Regions from separate parts of the Gossypium hirsutum genome. Here regions 2 and 3 are each linked to region 1. A link is a contact called in public Hi-C data. All regions are on one chromosome and are shown on one strand. The core of a region is the stretch at or near the end of the contact, and the rest is flanking DNA. Distances in the headings are between cores, read along the strand shown. Region 1 holds the start of LOC107912801 (AAA-ATPase At3g50940). Region 2 holds the start of LOC107912811 (calcium-dependent protein kinase 28). Region 3 holds the start of LOC107911032 (GDP-mannose 4,6 dehydratase 1).

The links. Hi-C and Micro-C count contacts between places; a contact is called where the count stands out from the background.
Region 2: a contact with region 1 is called in a Hi-C map of leaf, with 1.7 times the contacts expected there. The contact joins the promoter of LOC107912811 here to the promoter of LOC107912801 in region 1. A contact is called at or near these places in 2 of 34 Hi-C or Micro-C datasets (callus and leaf).
Region 3: a contact with region 1 is called in a Hi-C map of callus, with 2.7 times the contacts expected there. The contact joins the promoter of LOC107911032 here to the promoter of LOC107912801 in region 1. A contact is called at or near these places in 2 of 34 Hi-C or Micro-C datasets (callus and leaf).

The regions. Positions count from the first base shown.
Region 1 is chrD11:20,854,195-20,857,148 of Gossypium_hirsutum_v2.1, forward strand. LOC107912801 (AAA-ATPase At3g50940) reads left to right here and starts at 1,534. Exons shown (of 3, transcript XM_016841137.2): 1 at 1,534-2,536; 2 at 2,609-2,950. The coding sequence starts at 1,613.
Region 2 is chrD11:20,684,343-20,687,296 of Gossypium_hirsutum_v2.1, forward strand. LOC107912811 (calcium-dependent protein kinase 28) reads right to left here and starts at 1,441. Exons shown (of 12, transcript XM_016841150.2): 1 at 839-1,441; 2 at 99-229. The coding sequence starts at 1,216.
Region 3 is chrD11:20,996,333-20,999,286 of Gossypium_hirsutum_v2.1, forward strand. LOC107911032 (GDP-mannose 4,6 dehydratase 1) reads left to right here and starts at 1,424. Exons shown (of 1, transcript XM_016838931.2): 1 at 1,424-2,895. The coding sequence starts at 1,588. The coding sequence ends at 2,709.

The DNA of each region.
Region 1 (2,954 bases), core at 284-2,783:
AACTCAAATTACTCATATTTAATAATTTCTTATGAAATTTAATTTTTTATTATATAATCTCGAATATTCCTTATTAATCTAAAAGCAAAGAAAAAAACATCTGTAATTAATTATATTAATTGCTTGTTTTCATTTGGGTAAATAAGTGATGAAAAATTTATGAATTTTGTCCGACATGGAAAATAAAATTAATTAAATTAATTATTTGCAAGGATTATTTTGCTTTTAGCTTAGTATGGAAGAGTTAAGATTACATATTAAAAAGAAATTTGAGTTTTGTAGACAATTATTAAAAATGAGTCATTTTAATTGATTTTAATTTAGAAACATAAAATAAAATTTAAAATTTTAGAGGGGGATTAAATTAATTAATTGAATTAATTTTAATATTATAGTAACAAACACTATCAAGAGATAAAAAATTGATTTTTTAAAATTTTAATATTAAAAAAAAAAGAAATTTAGAACCTTTGGCAGAGGGTAAACAAGTATAATTTGATAAAATTTTAATTAATTATTTTAGTTTCTATCTTTTTCTACTTTAATCTTTTAATTTTTCACTCTAATCAAAACTTAAAAAATAATTTTTTTAGGTGAACTAAATGAAAGTGTAAACATGATGCGGCGGATATAGTTAACCGTAGTTAGAATTTAACGTTTTGATTACTAAAATGAAAGCGCCTTAAAAATTAAAAGACAAAATTGCAAGGATTTCATATCTTGTGACAAAAATAAAAGTGACCTAAAATTTGAGTGAATAAATAGATAGTTTACCTTAATTTATACATAAGTAGATAGTTTGTGTTTTTTAAATGCTCTGAGTACAAGTTTGCCTCTTTTCATGTCTTATAGGCATGATAGTGGCATCCTTTAATTTATTTTTGAAACCATATTATTTAATTCCAAAAACAAACAGGTTCATATTCATTGTTTAATTGCTACACTGGGAGTCAAGTCGATATTATTAATTATATATTGATGTACAATCTGAGAGTATCCATGAGTTTTAAGTAACATCCTTTCATTCATCCCCAAAGGACAAGACTTGAGCTTTCAACTGAAAATGGAGACACTGTAACACAGAAATTACAGAGAAAAGGCAGCTGGTCTATTATTTGTCCATTAAATTTCCAAGCATGAGTTTCCAAGACATTGCAGTCCACTGACTTTAACAGCTACCTCCGTTATTTTTTGCCAAAATCATGCTATCTGTGTCACCCAATAATTTTGTGGTGGGTATTGTCTAAAAAATTAAATGATTGATCACCAAATATACTTTATTCTTATGAGAATAAATGAACCTCGATGACATATATCTCATGATTAACTAGTTTACAAGCTCGAAGCGTGGCTCTTGTGTGGATGGGGGCTTACATCCTATGTATTATTGCGTGGATAGAGTTTCAAATACATGGGAAATGTACGATCATTATGTCCTTTTCTTAGAACTTTAAGTGTTCAAATTTGACAAGGAAATTTCTTTGTCATAAACCAGAAAAGCAGTGGTTGAATTAAAAATAAGAGCCCTTTTCTGGTTTTACTTCACTATAAAATGGATTAAAAGAAAAGAGTTGCTACCAATGAGAGGAAATCAAGAGGCTAAAAAGTTGCTATGGCATCGACACTGTCAATTTTGGCTACTTTCACTATTATCCGCATCACATTCAACGACTTCGTCCCCAAGGAAATAAGAGACTATTTGTGGAGTTTCATCCGCCGTTTCTCATCGGAATTCACCTTGGTTATCGAAGAATCACATGATGGATCAAGGAACCATATTTTCCAGGCTACCATGGAATACCTTGGCAGCCATGTACTGTCTGCTTCAGCTGCCGAAGGTTCCCCGAAGCGGCTCACCGTAGGCAAGAGCGAGAAAGTAAGGAAGTTCACGTTCGGCCTGGATAGGCACTCGGAGATCGTGGATATATTCCATGGTGTTCCCTTGAAGTGGAAGTACAACGCTGATGTCAACACGAATACTAATAATCAACAAAAATCTGAATCGAGGTGGTACGAGCTTAGTTTTCAGAAGAATCATGTTGAGATGGTAAAGAGCAAGTATATTCCTCACATCATCAACACGGCCAAGAAACTGAAAGACCGGAATCGGATGGTGAAGTTTCACACTGTGAGGCGTGAAAGGTGGAGCTCAAGTGCTGTCAATCTAGACCATCCTATGACATTTGATACATTAGCCTTGGATGGTGACCTCAAAAAGACTATTATGGAGGATCTTGACAGCTTTATTAATGGCAAGGAGTACTATAAGAAAATTGGGAAAGTGTGGAAGCGTGGTTACTTGCTATATGGTCCCCCTGGAACAGGCAAATCAAGTTTGATTGCAGCCATGGCAAATCATCTCAACTTTGATATTTACAACTTGAACTTATCAGCAGTCAACTCGGACTCCTCTCTTGAGTACTTGTTGCTTCATGTGTCGAATCGTTCCATTCTTGTGATTGAAGATATTGATTGTACAGTCAAATTACAGAACAGAGATGCAGGGGACACAACCGCGAGTTATCCGCATGTCCAGGTAATTCATCAACTTGAATCTTGAATATGACCATATGAAGGGTGTTAACTTGTGTTATTGTCATGTCATCAGGTGACACTTTCTGGACTTCTGAACGCCATCGACGGCCTATTGTCATGCTGCGGAGACGAGAGGATCATTGTTTTCACCACCAACTACAAGGATAAAATCGATCCTGCGCTGTTGCGAGCCGGTCGCATGGACAAGCACATATGCTTGTCTTACAGCACCGCCTCTACCTTCAAGCAACTCGCGGCCAACTATCTCGGCATTTCGAACCACAATCTCTTCTCTCGTATAGAAAAGATTATAGAAGAGATCAATGTTTCCCCAGCTGAAGTTGCCGGTGAACTAATGAAGTCCAAAGATCCCAAAACTTGTCTGGAGGGCCTTATTGAGCTCCTGGAAAGCAAGGTAA
Region 2 (2,954 bases), core at 191-2,690, 170 kb before region 1:
TCCAAAAGTAAACATCAGAAGACAAGAAAATTACATGATTAGAGAAAATGAGAACTCAAAGAACAGCTATAGAAGAAGACGATATTCATAAAACTTACTCCATAACAATGTATACATAAGAATCATCCTCAAACGCATTATAAAACTGAACCACATTCTCATGCCCTTTCAAGGCTTCCAATATTTTAACCTCTCGCTTGACATCCTCAACAGCCATTGGAAGAACCATCTGCACCCCACCACATAAGAAAAAGCAAAAGAGATATTAGAACTACCAAATTTTGAGTAGTTAATTGAGTGAAAAATACATCATCTTCCATTCAATATCTCTACGATGCTTCTATTGAATACACTGTCAGTTCAAACAGCAAGATATATTAGATTTCAGATGCAACTACTGTCTTTTAGCTCAACTATCATGACAGTTAAATCAATTGCTGTAAACTTGCTATAACAAGATGGCTATTACAAGATTGTCATACCAAGATCTTAAAACAGTAATAAGATTATCAAGCCGAAGAAGAAAGGATTCAAAATCCTCATAGCTCGACGAGGTTATTGCAGATAACCCACCTAATTTTACCACACTCAAGTCGATGGTGTTTCTAATTGAGACCAATCAGAAGGGGAAAAGAACAAACTCTCCACACTGGGTTACAAATCAGAGAAGGGAAACACTCCCATAACCATTAAGGAACCCAAAGTAGAAGAAAAAAAAATCCCACCTTGAATATAATAGACTACGGATATAGCCAAAAGGAAAAAGTGAATCAAAATAATCCCAAGAAGCCAGAAGCAGAAACAAGCAAAGGATGACAAAAACATTAAAAAAGAATACCTTATTTTTATCAATTTTCTTAACAGCAACACGATCCCCATTTGCCTTGTCGATGGCAACATAGGTGTAACCAAATTGTCCATGTCCCAACAATTTCCCAATGGTGTATCGCTGATCAAAATCTTTATGATACCCAAAATCAGTACGCTTCCCGCAGGGTATGATCCCGGTTTGTCTGGTCGAACTTGGCTTCCCTTTGACCTTTAAAGGCTGAGAACTCCTCACCTGCTGCCGCTGACCCTGTTGATTATTTGGCTTTCGAGACTCTTTCTTCTCATTGACCGTTACAGTGGTGGCAGAGGGTTGATGTTTGCGGTGGTGGGCGGCGGCGTTGCTGCTTGAGCCAATAACTTTGGTGGTGGAGAGACAGGCTCCCATGATGTTGTTAACAAAGAAGAAGAAGAAGAAGAAGAAGGTATGCTAAAGGAATGAGTTGTAGAGATAGAATCCCATAGGAAAAGAAGAGAGAAGAAAATAAATAAATAGTAAAAGGGTAAATGATTAAAAGCCCCCAAAACAAAGATAATGGCAATGAGAGAGGAAACAAGGTAGGAAGAAGGTAAGAAGGAGATGGTGGTGTAGGTGCTGCCTGCCAAGGCCATGCCCATAGTCAAAAGCGCTTTTATTTTATTATTTTATGTTATGACCAAATAACGACACTACATTGGTCTAATTGTGCTTTCAGTCTCTCAAGTCTTTATATATTAGAAAATGTTAATCTCAAGAACTTAATAATTTGATTTAATGAAATTTTAATCGTTAAATTCAAATAATAAAAGAAAAAATAGAGATTTATAGTTAACTCCAAAATAAGAAAAATGCAGTGAGATTTTCCTCTTCTGTGTGTTTATTTCCCTCACCTAACTAAGCTGTTTTTAGTAGCTCAATTATGATCCTATATGAGGTTTTATTATATGGTTTGGATGTATTTTATACTTTTTTATGGTGTTTTAAACTAATTAATTTTAATTATAAACCTATGTATTGGTAACTTCAAAAGAAAATAATGTCTTGCACTAAATCTTTATACAAATTTCTTAAATAACAACTTTTAAGACAATTAATTCAAGTTTTGTTTGGTAGGTAGACCAACAATCTCCCAATTCCCATCCTCCAGAAATTGTAAGTTTTTAATTTGATATAATGGTAGAATTACTTTTTACTCCTTATTCTACCCCAAAAATGAATTTAATAACAGTAAATCTCATTTTGAATCTTTTTATTTAATAATTTTAATATTATTGTTAGATCTTTTTGAATTAAAAGTTAAATATAATTAATAAACTAGTTTTCTCAGACTGTGCACTATAAACACAAATATATAAAAATTTATTTTTATAATTTTATGATTATATCATAAATAAATTTAAATCATTTTTTAATTTTTATATATATTTTGTGATTTAATATTTTATTTGATAAAAGTAATATCTTAAATTATTATATGTATATGAGATATATATATACATAATTTCTAAACATAGGTCAATCTTATAGTATATGTAAAAATTAAAATTATGCTAATAAGATATAAACTATAGGTAAAATAATTTTATTCAAATTAATTAATAATTAACATTTTACTTTTTAAGTGACAAATATGTGTTTAATTATACAATTTCAAACATTTTTTACACACTAATGCTAAGTGTTTTATTTTTTAAAAAAATATTTTAAGCAAGAAATATTTAAAATGAAAAATTATACTATTATAATATTTACTTAATTGAATATATGATTTTCAAAATATAAAATTTTTTTTAACTAAAAAGTAATAGGAATTTTGTTTTTTAAAAATTATTTTTTAACAGCCTAATGACTTAAACGAAAACTTTCAAATAGTTTAGTGACCATTTTGTAACTTTTTGAAGTTGGACGATTGAAACATAAATTTACTAATATTTTAATAACCTTGGCTTTTACCGTTAATAATTCTTAGGGTAAACTACACTTGTAGCCACCCAGTTATTGGTAAGTTCCTTTTTTGATCACCTAATTAAGAAAAGTTACAAAACGATCATCCAGCTATTTGATTTTATCATTTTTGGTCACCGACCAATGCCATTAAATGACTAAAAAAAGGATGATGCAACAACTTTTAAAATTGGCATGATAG
Region 3 (2,954 bases), core at 174-2,673, 140 kb after region 1:
CATAAAAAAGACTCTCATATTTTTTAAAAAAAAATTAGGCCCCTGCTTTTTTTTGGACTCAATTGAGTACTTGAACTTTCAAAATGCACCAAAAAATTCTTCAAACTTTTTTTTAGAAAAAACAATTAAGCTCCTTTTTTTCACTCAATTGGGCACTTGAATTACCAAAATGCATAAAAAAATGTCATTTGATCGTTAATTTTAACAGTTGACCGTTAAAGTTATCTGCCTCTAGTTTTTTTCAGTTAAAGTAATCATGTGTCACAACCATGGTATTACATGTGGTAAAAAAATCAATAAAAAATTTATAAAAATGATTAAATTTTAATAAAACTATAAAAAAATATTTAAATTTTATTAAAATTAGAAAAAAATTATAAAAATTGTAAAAAATATAAAATATATAGAAATATAGAAAAAGTTATAAGATTTTATAAAGTCGTAAGAAAATTATAAAAAAATATAAAAAAATATAAAATTCGTAAAAAATTATAAAAATTATAAAATACTTCTTTTGGTACGATAATTTTTATAATTTTTATTATCGTACCATAAGAAGTATTTTATAATTTTTCTTTAACTTTAAATAAAAAAATGGGAGATGTTAACTTTAACTATTAACGATTAAAGTTAATGGTTAAATGACCTTTTTAATGTATTTTATAATTTTTTTATGATTTTTATAAAAGTTTACAATTTTTTATTATATTTATAATTTATTTCTAATTTTTAATAAGATTTAATTTTTTTATATTTTTATTAAAATTTAATAATTTTTATAAATTTTATTGATTTTTTTTATTTTTTTGTTACATATTTTGCCATGGTTTTGATACAATGTGACTTTAACTGAAAAAAATTAAAGGCAATTAACTTTAATAATCTTATTAACCATTAAAGTTAACCGTCAAAAGACATCTTTTTTGTATATTTTAATTGAATGTAAAAAAAATAGTGATTTAATTACTTTAAAAAAAATAAAAACTTTTTATATCCTTAAGTCAAAAGTAAAGATTAATTGTACAAATTAACTTAAAACTTTCGTCTAAAATAATGATATAATATACCATGTTAAACTTTTGTTACATCATTAACGATGATTAATAATTTATTGATTAAAATATAATAAATCAATAATATTATTAATAAAATTGTAAAATTTAATCATCAAAATATATTTTAAATCATACATAAAAATCTAAATTTAAGCATTTTATAGTAATCATGACCTCCATCATCATCGGTTGTGTTACGTTCAAAAGTCCATAAAATAAAATTGTTGAATTAGGAAAGAGTCCGCTCTGGTGATCAACCAATACCAGGCAGACAATTAGACAAACCCAACCAATCAAATTGCACCGCGCATTTAACTTCTCAGGGACAAATTTGTAAGTTCACAGAATATTAATGCCTTCTTCATTGACCATTTAATCCTCCGTTGTCCCCCTCCCTACACAGACTCACCCGACTCTTATAAACAACCAATTGCTTAAACGCACCACAAAGCGCTTCTTCCACTTTTTCTTTTCATCTCAAAAATTGAAATTTCACCGTCAAAGCTTTTTCCCCTCAGGTTCGAGCTCTGAAATGGCAACCGAGAATAACAGTTCCAGGGTCGGATCTGGATCCGGATCTCATACTGTCAACGGCGACGCGGCTCCTGACCGCAAGATCGCGTTGATCACTGGCATCACCGGTCAAGATGGTTCCTACCTGACCGAATTCCTCCTCAACAAAGGCTATGAAGTCCATGGCTTGATCCGCCGCTCTTCCAACTTCAATACGCAGCGTATCAACCACATCTACATTGATCCACATAACGCCCACAAGGCTCGGATGAAGCTCCATTACGCTGACCTCACCGACGCTTCCTCGCTTCGTCGCTGGCTCGATACTATTCGACCCGATGAGGTTTACAATCTGGCGGCTCAATCTCACGTGGCCGTCTCTTTTGAGATCCCTGATTATACAGCTGACGTGGTGGCTACGGGAGCTCTTCGCTTGTTGGAAGCCGTTAGGTCCCACATCGCCGCCACGGGTCGGACCCATATCAAGTACTACCAAGCTGGATCGTCCGAAATGTTCGGATCCACCCCTCCTCCGCAATCTGAACACACCCCGTTTCACCCCAGATCTCCATACGCAGCTTCCAAATGCGCCGCGCATTGGTACACTGTGAATTACAGGGAAGCTTACGGGCTTTTCGCATGCAATGGGATTCTTTTTAACCACGAGTCCCCGAGGAGAGGAGAGAATTTCGTGACCCGGAAAATCACCCGGGCCGTTGGGAGGATCAAGATTGGGTTGCAAAACAAGTTGTTTTTGGGGAACCTTCAAGCTTCGAGGGATTGGGGTTTTGCCGGGGATTACGTGGAAGCTATGTGGATGATGCTGCAACAAGAGAAGCCGGACGATTACGTGGTGGCGACGGAGGAATCGCATACGGTGGAGGAGTTTTTGCAAGTGGCATTTGGGTATGTTGGGTTGAACTGGAAAGATCATGTTGTGATTGATAAGAGGTATTTTAGGCCTGCCGAGGTGGATAACCTGAAAGGTGATTCAAGTAAGGCAAGGAAGGTTCTTGGGTGGAAACCCAAAGTTGGGTTTGAGCAATTGGTGAAGATGATGGTTGATGAAGATATCGAGTTGGCTAAGAGGGAGAAAGTACTGGTCGATGCTGGTTATATGGATGCCCAACAACAGCCTTAATTTACTGTGCCATCCAAAATTTTCTTCTTTGATGATATAGTTGGTGTTTAAGAAGAGGGTATTTATTTAAATGTTTAATTTAATTTAAGTTTTATGTATCCATTTATTTCCTAGAAGTTCCTTCATAATGATGTTACTCTGAAATATTTTCATTTTGATCAAGGATAGCCTGAAATTTGCTGTTAAGTTTGATTATGCCATGAGAATTCTGGAAATGAATCTAGATCCCATCACTTGAGTTTTGA